Linked DNA regions of Danio rerio: region 2 is linked to region 1. Evidence: chromatin contacts called from public HiCAR-type data. All regions are on one chromosome and are shown on one strand. Each heading gives the region's core, a stretch centred on a gene start, on an enhancer-like site or on the middle of the called end of the contact. The rest is flanking DNA. Distances are from core to core; before and after follow the strand shown.

Region 1 (3,739 bases), core at 617-3,116:
GTGTAGTTCCAACACACCTTCCAGTAGGTTTCAAACTAGCCTGAATTACTTAATTAGTTTGATAAGGTGTGCATAATTACAGCACAGCCATAATCACCCTGCAGCCCAAGATTGGCTACTTACTGAACTTCAGCAGGGCTGAGCCTGGACGGGAGACCACATGGGAAAAATAGGTTGCTTTTGGAAGTGGTGTTAGTGCGACTAACAGGGGAACTCAACCTACAGTCTGTGTGAAGCGTAACGCCCCAGTAAAGTGAAGGGGACACTATACTGTCAGTGAGTAAACCGTGGTCCTGACTCTCTGTGGTCATTAAAAATCTCATAGCACTTCTCATAAAGAGTAGGGGTATAACCCCTGTGTCCGAGCCAAATTCCCACCATCGGCCCTTGCCCATCATGGCCTCCCAATCATCCCCATCCACCAAATGGGCTCTATTACCATCTCTCTACCCCACCTTTGGCTGGGGTATGTTGAGCACACTGGCACAGTTGTCCTGTGGCTGCCGTCGTATCATCCAAGTGGATGCTGCTCACTGGTGTTGGTATGGACAGACCCCCTTCAAGATTGTGAAGCACTTTGGGTGTATGGCCATGCACGATATATGCGCAATATAAATACACACTACACTACATTACATAAAAGCAAAACTGTGCAAAGCCACAGCCTTCCAGGAACACCTGTGGTTACCACAGATCTGTATAAATGACAAAAGCACTGCATTGTTCATGCGAGGCCAGTAAATGGCTGTCACTTTGCAAAGAACACAAACTACATCTGTCAGTCCTGTAGTCCACCATTGTTGTTTTAGTTACTGTTGAATGTGTGAAATGTGTGCGATTTTGTAGTTTACACCAAATATGGACATTTAAAAAAAACAACAACCAAAAAGCTGCACTTTAAAACATATTTGCCAAGTTTAAATCGAGCATTTTAAGTGTCAATGCAGTTGTTATGTAAATGAGAGGACAAAATGCTGAAAAGGTTTTCATTTTTATAATTGAAAATGCCACTGGTGACTTGAGCGGTTTGTAATTTTCACTGGAAGACATTTTTTCTTTCCTTTCATTTAATGCTACTTTACTAGTTGTACAAACAAATTGAGCATCTCTGCCTTCAAACTGTCTGGTTAATAGTGGAAAACATATTTGTATCAGGATCCCATCCAATGTTTTGCTTGGCTCTTTTCTCCCCTCAAATAAATTATTTATGCCCCTCATGTGAACAACGTACCTGCTTTGTAAGATAGAAAAGTTGAATAATTAATGAGAAAACACACAAAACTATAAAGAGTGGTGTGTGAGATCACCAAGGTTGAGAATAGTGCATCTGTAACCTGTTGCATATAAGCCCTGAACTACTTTGAAATGCACAATTTATGATTTGATGTCAGCTACAGTAACTTACATCTCAAGTGTTTGGTGAACTCTGAATCACAGAAGTTCTCTTGCTAGAGCTATCATCTAGCCCCAACTGTGCTATTACGGCAATAAAATGTATAATAATGGCCTAATCTAAACCTCAAGGGCCCATTAGCTGTACTAACACAGTGTTACTCACCTGAAATGACTGCTGATTGACAAGGCTGTAGACTAAAATGAAGCCTTGCCCGTTTTTAATGTACAGATCTCGCATGGATGCAAACTGCTCGGTCCCGGCGGTGTCCAGTATCTCCAGCACGGAGGGGGACGAATCCACCTCAATCTCCTTCCTATAGAAGTCCTCGATGGTCGGGTCGTATTTCTCGATGAATGTCCCGGTCACAAACTGGACCGTGAGTGCGGACTTGCCCACGCCGCCGCTGCCCAGCACAACCACCTTGTACTCCTTCATTTGGTCTGATCCACGCTTAAGCTACAGCTAACTTTATCTGCTCAACACCGGCCATAAAAACATAAAAATACCACAGCACGTCTTATCGAGGCCTTTAATGATCAAAACAACACCAGAGGAGCACTTTTCACGGGTTCGAGGAAATCAAAGCAGAGATTCAACAGAGGATACTGCTTTTTCTGGGTGAATATCTAGCTAAATCCACAACGCCCCTCCATCTGCACTCTATCTCCATCGGGATCCGTTCGTCAAAGAGTTTGTTAGCCACACAGGCGGTATAAAACACAAGTATTGTGTGTAGTCGTGTCCATGTTTGGCGTCCGTGTGAATGGAGCGCTACATGACTAGCTTTAGCTGGCTAGTGCTTCAGGAGGAGAGCGAGGCTGAACTCGCACACAAACGGCCCTTTCCTGCTTTAATATGCGACGGATGTACGTTAGTCACCGGGTTTTCTCTCTCTTAGATGATCAACTCATACACTCTGTCTCGGAATCCTGCATCGCCTTCCCTTCTGGTGTGTCTTTCCCCCGGCCCGCCTCTGCATATCGGCCCCAGACAGAAGCAGAAGCAGCGGCCCCGCAGCGGAGCTCTCGCACACTGGCGTCAACGGCTCCTCTGAGTCGATTCTTTTTTGAGAATCAGTTGAATCGGTAGTTCTCGAGTCATTTTTGAACCTTCTGTTTCGGACATGCTCAATTCAAACACACACACAAAAATTAAAACCATAAAAAAAAAAAAAATCATGAATAATAATAGTAGAATACTTTATTGTATAACAATTTTGTCAACAGGCTGCTATATAAATTGGTAAATAGATTATTTTAAAACATAAAAATCAGATTAAAGCTAGCAATTAAAACACCACCTAAAAATCACTTCCCTGGATTTATGATTAATAATTATGTTTGAGAAAAACGAAATTCTTGAAACTAGAGAAGAGACTCCCATCAAAGACAACAGAACAAATTTGGAAGTCCCTTTTTTTCTGCTATTAAAACTGTCCAGCTAGAGCTAAACTGATCACCCTTGCTAGCTCTGGACAATAATACATCACTTTTGTTTTTAACACTGAGAGTGTTGCATAAATGTAGACATAATTTGGTTTTATTTTATTATTATTTTCATTTATTTATTTATTATTATTTCTACAAGGGGAGTTTGATGTGTTTGTAACATGTAAAAATAAAAAGTGTTAAATAAATAATAAAAACCGTAACTTTTGTTTTATTCTGTCAACATTTTCCCAATTTAAAATGACAAATTTGTCATTTTTGCATGATTTAACTGAAAGGTTACACAGACCCTCTGTGCTTGTATTTATTTTTAAACAGTGTTTATACCTTGGAAAAGTAAAACAAAGTGAGTATATGGCAGAATAACAGAGTTATTTATTGGTAAACATTAAACATTTTTACTGCAATATTTCTAAGAACATGGTAAATGACAATTGTTATCAATATCAGTTACCTTTACAGATTAAAACAAAAATGAACTTCACAACCCACAGATAAATACAGCTTAAAACAGACATTTTCAAGTGGTCTTTTTCCATAGATGTTTTTTTTAATAAATAAGTTTGATTTTTACACTTAATAATGACTGAAACTAATCTAAAATAACACACATAAATATCCTTATTGAAAAAAAAAAAAAACGTTTTCAGAACATGTACAGCACGTTCCAAGATGTGGTGTTTAAAGAAGTATTTGTGATATATTTGAAGACATTATGAGAGATTAAAAGACAAAAAGCAAGATATGTATATTCATCATTACAAGATTTTGGTTTAATATTTTGAGAACTTTAACTCCCCTACTTAGTTTTCTTTAGCATTGTTTTTTTGTTTTTTATTTATTTATATATGTTGTATTATTAATGAGGATGGAAAGCGTGAATTGATTATTATCT
Region 2 (3,845 bases), core at 674-3,173, 110 kb after region 1:
TATTTGTAAGAATAGCGCCTATTTTAAAATATTTATAGTTTCTGAGAGCTTGTCGGTGGCCAAAAACGGTTGCCTTTGTCTATTCACAAGATGGCGCCAGAACCGCACAGTAGCCCTTGCTCAGTGTGTTCTCTTGAGCGCGAATAAAAAACTAAAAACGGAAGCCTCGTGGTTTTTAAGGTGGACTGGATAGAGTCACTAAGAAGCTGCGAATAAGAAACTTGATTCAGCCTTGTCCCTCCTTATCGCAAACACAACAGCAGTCTGGTGAGAAATCTATGTAGACGGTTGGCATTTAATGTCACGTTCAGCCTTATAATCTTAAAATGTAAGCAAAATTTGCTCTTTTGTCATCACCTTAAGGGGTCACACACTAGAAGCGCCGCTTCACATTATACTATAGAGAATCATTCAAATACTAGCTCTAAAGTGACTTTGGTAAATAAGTTACAGCTTCTGCTGTTCTGACGTCAGCTGCATGTGTGAATGAATATTGGAAGAAAGTAGCTCCTAATACAAGAGTTTTAGACTCTGTGTTTGATTTTCTTTTTTATGTACAAGATTGTGCCGTCGAACTGTTGTCTAAACGCAATATCACACTTGTAGCAGTGTGCTATGGCTGTATATCAGCACTGGAGGGGCGCTAAGGCACAGCCTTTATATTTGGAGACTCGTGGTTTATATAACACGAGTCTCCAAATGCGAACATTATCAAACACTGTGGGTCTCATAATGCTACAGGGGGTTTATTTAAAGGACAGGCCTGAGAGAATGGCAGATGTTCTGGTGCCAGCAGGCTGTCTGCCCTCCGGGGTGTCTGAAAGGGTGAATGATTATGATGATGGGTCCCCTGTTGCAGGAATGCGCTGAATGAAAGCAGACACTCCGGGGTTAAACCTGACCTGTTGGAGTCCTTTTGTCTCCGCATAATTGACTTGCTAAGAGGTTTCAGAGCGAGAACAATATGAGAGGAAGGAGTGGCGAAGCGCACCGTGACGCCATACAACACACCATAACACAACAAAAGAAACAAGTTAGTTTATCGAGACGCATTTAAACTCATTAAGACACTAAATTAGTTTGGTATACTAATAAGTCTCACCTAGGAGTCATGCGTCTCTCCTGGGACTCCCGGTTGCTCATGAAGGAAGGCACGCAGTTGGTGAGCTCGGTCCAGTCCGCGTGCAGACCGCAGCTCCAGCCGGTGGAGAAGCGGGAGAACAGCCAGGTGTCGCGTTTGCCCGGCCGGTAGCAGGTACACTTCTTCTGGCCCGCATGGCACTCGCACGGCCTCTCCAGCTGGATGTTGCGGACCAGGTGACGGCCGAATGTGGTCCCTCCGGTTTTTTGAATGTGGAGGAACACAATAACATCGTCCCCCTTAATGTGGAAATCCACCGCGCGACTAAGGTCTTTAGTGGTAAAATTAAAACGAGGCACAAAGCGAACCAAAGCACCGTCCTCCGAGCTGTACGGATCTCCCGCACCGGCTCCGTTCAAGCGATCTCCGGGCGCGCGACTCCCCAGCCTCGAGGACAATGATGCCAGGTGTAGTAACTGCCAGTCGGATGTTGAACATATGTATTGCAGTACAATTCCGCCAAAAAACAGAATCATCAGCAGCGCGATGAGTAGCCGGCTGTAGTTGGATTTCCCATCCATCTTCTCGCTGGAAAAGTGAAAGCATTACTCGGTTGTGCGGCGGCTCGCTCACCGCGTCGCGTCGGCCAGGAGGAATGTTGAACAAAACCTGTGACTCGAGCACATCAAAACACGAACACGCCCAGCGCTTCTGGTGGATGTTCGTTTGATTGAAGCGAGTCTAGTCGGTGTCTACATGTTTTCACGAGGCTTTGTAGTCCGAACTTACATCGGATTGCTTTGTGATTCTTCGATAACTTCTGCTGTTTACCTCTGCCACAAATTCGTACTCGCTCTTCCCAGTTCCTCGTTTTCCCAGTAGTCCACATACAACGCCCACATCCGTACACCACTCTTCAAAATAAAAGTCCATAGGAATACTTTTATTGTGTAATATTGTCTTTTTTTTACATTTAATTAAAATCAGTTTGATATTTGTATGTGATTTAAACTGCTTTATGTGTATTTAATGGTAATACTAATTGTTTAATTGTGTATAAAATATAATAAAATTAACTATATATTTAATATTTATTAAATAAAAACTATATATTTTCATATAATTTTGCATCATATTAATCATAAATTATTAGTTAATGTTTTATTAAATAATATATACTTGTTATATAATACATACTTGTAATATATACTTATATAACATATACTGGTTTTGGCCGGTCAAACTGGTTTTAGCTGGTCATTTTTCAGCCTAACCAGCCTGGAAATAGCCAATACCCCTCTAAAGCCAGGCTGGTTGACTAGCTTGAAGCAGGCTGGTTTAAGCAGTTTTTTTAGTAACCAGCTTGGTGAAAGGGGTGATTCTTATTTTGTTTTGTTTTTTTGCCAAAAAAAAAAAAAAAATGTGTACCTCTTTCCAGTTATTTGCCTCATTTTCTATTAAACTATAAACTCTGAATTTAGGTTACATTATTTTTAGCTGAATTAGCTTGTCGATGGTATTGTCAGTATTTTTAAAATATGTAAATTTATTACATCATAATATCAATACAAAAAAGTTTTAAATTAAAAACTATTGTCATTTATTAGGCTAACAAACTGGCCAGCACAACTTTCCTCGGTCAGAATTTGGCCATTTGAATAATAAAAAAATAAAACACAATAATTATGAGCTTCACACCTTTTCCAGCCTCACTTGTAAAAAAAAAGTACATGATTATAACAACTTATTTTAATATGGGCTGCTTTTGGTGCTTCACACTTTTTTATTGGTCATGTTTTCTTTCAAGAATAAGGTCCAAGATTTAGAATAAGTCACTTGTAAAATGTTTACCCTGTTTAAAAACAATATAGTAGCAAAAGATGACCACTTACATCAGATTATATGTTTTACACAGCTGGATGTTGGACTCTTGAAAATTAATTGTTTGCATTGAAGAAAACTGATTAACTGAAGTCACACCAGGATTCTTTCCCAGAGATGGGTTGATCTAAAATAAGCGGTTCATTCTGATGAGCCAATTAAGCATAAGGTAAGCGTGTAAATGAAGTATAGCAATGCACACTTATCAAAAAATAAACTTAAAAAATGTCTTAATATACATCTGAAGTCAGAATTATTAGCCCCCTTTAATTTTTTCTTCTTTTTTAAAATATTTCCCAAATTATGTTTAACAAAGCAAGACATTTTTGATAATATTTTTCCTTCTGGAGAAAGTCTTATTTGTTTTAATTCGGCTAGAATAAATTTTTTTTTTTTTTTAAACATTTTAAGGTCAAAATTATTGGCCCCTTTAAGAAATATTTTTTCGATAGTCTACAGAACCATCATTTTACAATAACTTGCCTAATTACCCTAACCTGCCTAGTTAACCTAATTAACCTAGTTAAGCATTTAAATGTCACTTTAAGCTGTATAAAAGTGTCTTGAAAAATATCTAGTAAAATATTATTTACTGCCATCATGGCAAAGATAAAAGAAATTGGTTATTAGAAACGAGTTATTAAAACTATTATGTTTAGAAATGTGCTGAGGAAAATCTCTATTAAACAGACATTGGGGAAAAATTGGGGGGCTAATAGTTCTGACCAACTGTATATAAAGATCATGTATAATTAAGTTTACTTCCAATAGCGCAGAAAAGAAACTGAAGATTTTTAAAAATATATCATTATACCAACTAACATTCATCAGGATTTAACTCATTAACTTACTATTTATTTAGCATATTGTGGTCAGCATCACA

Evidence for each region. HiCAR-type assays count read pairs that join an accessible place to other places.
Region 2: a HiCAR-type map of caudal fin shows a contact between it and region 1, with 5 times the contacts expected there. The contact joins the promoter of hs6st2 here to the promoter of rap2c in region 1. A contact is called at or near these places in 2 of 18 Hi-C or Micro-C datasets (caudal fin and an unstated tissue) and 4 of 4 datasets of contacts at active chromatin or transcription factors (caudal fin, embryo, gastrula embryo and 1 more).

The regions. Positions count from the first base shown.
Region 1 is chr14:35,489,039-35,492,777 of GRCz12tu, forward strand. It overlaps rap2c (RAP2C, member of RAS oncogene family), which reads right to left and starts at 1,867. Exons shown (of 3, transcript NM_001007055.1): 1 at 1,559-1,867. The coding sequence starts at 1,831.
Region 2 is chr14:35,594,331-35,598,175 of GRCz12tu, forward strand. It overlaps hs6st2 (heparan sulfate 6-O-sulfotransferase 2), which reads right to left and starts at 1,924. Exons shown (of 2, transcript NM_194421.2): 1 at 1,103-1,924. The coding sequence starts at 1,662.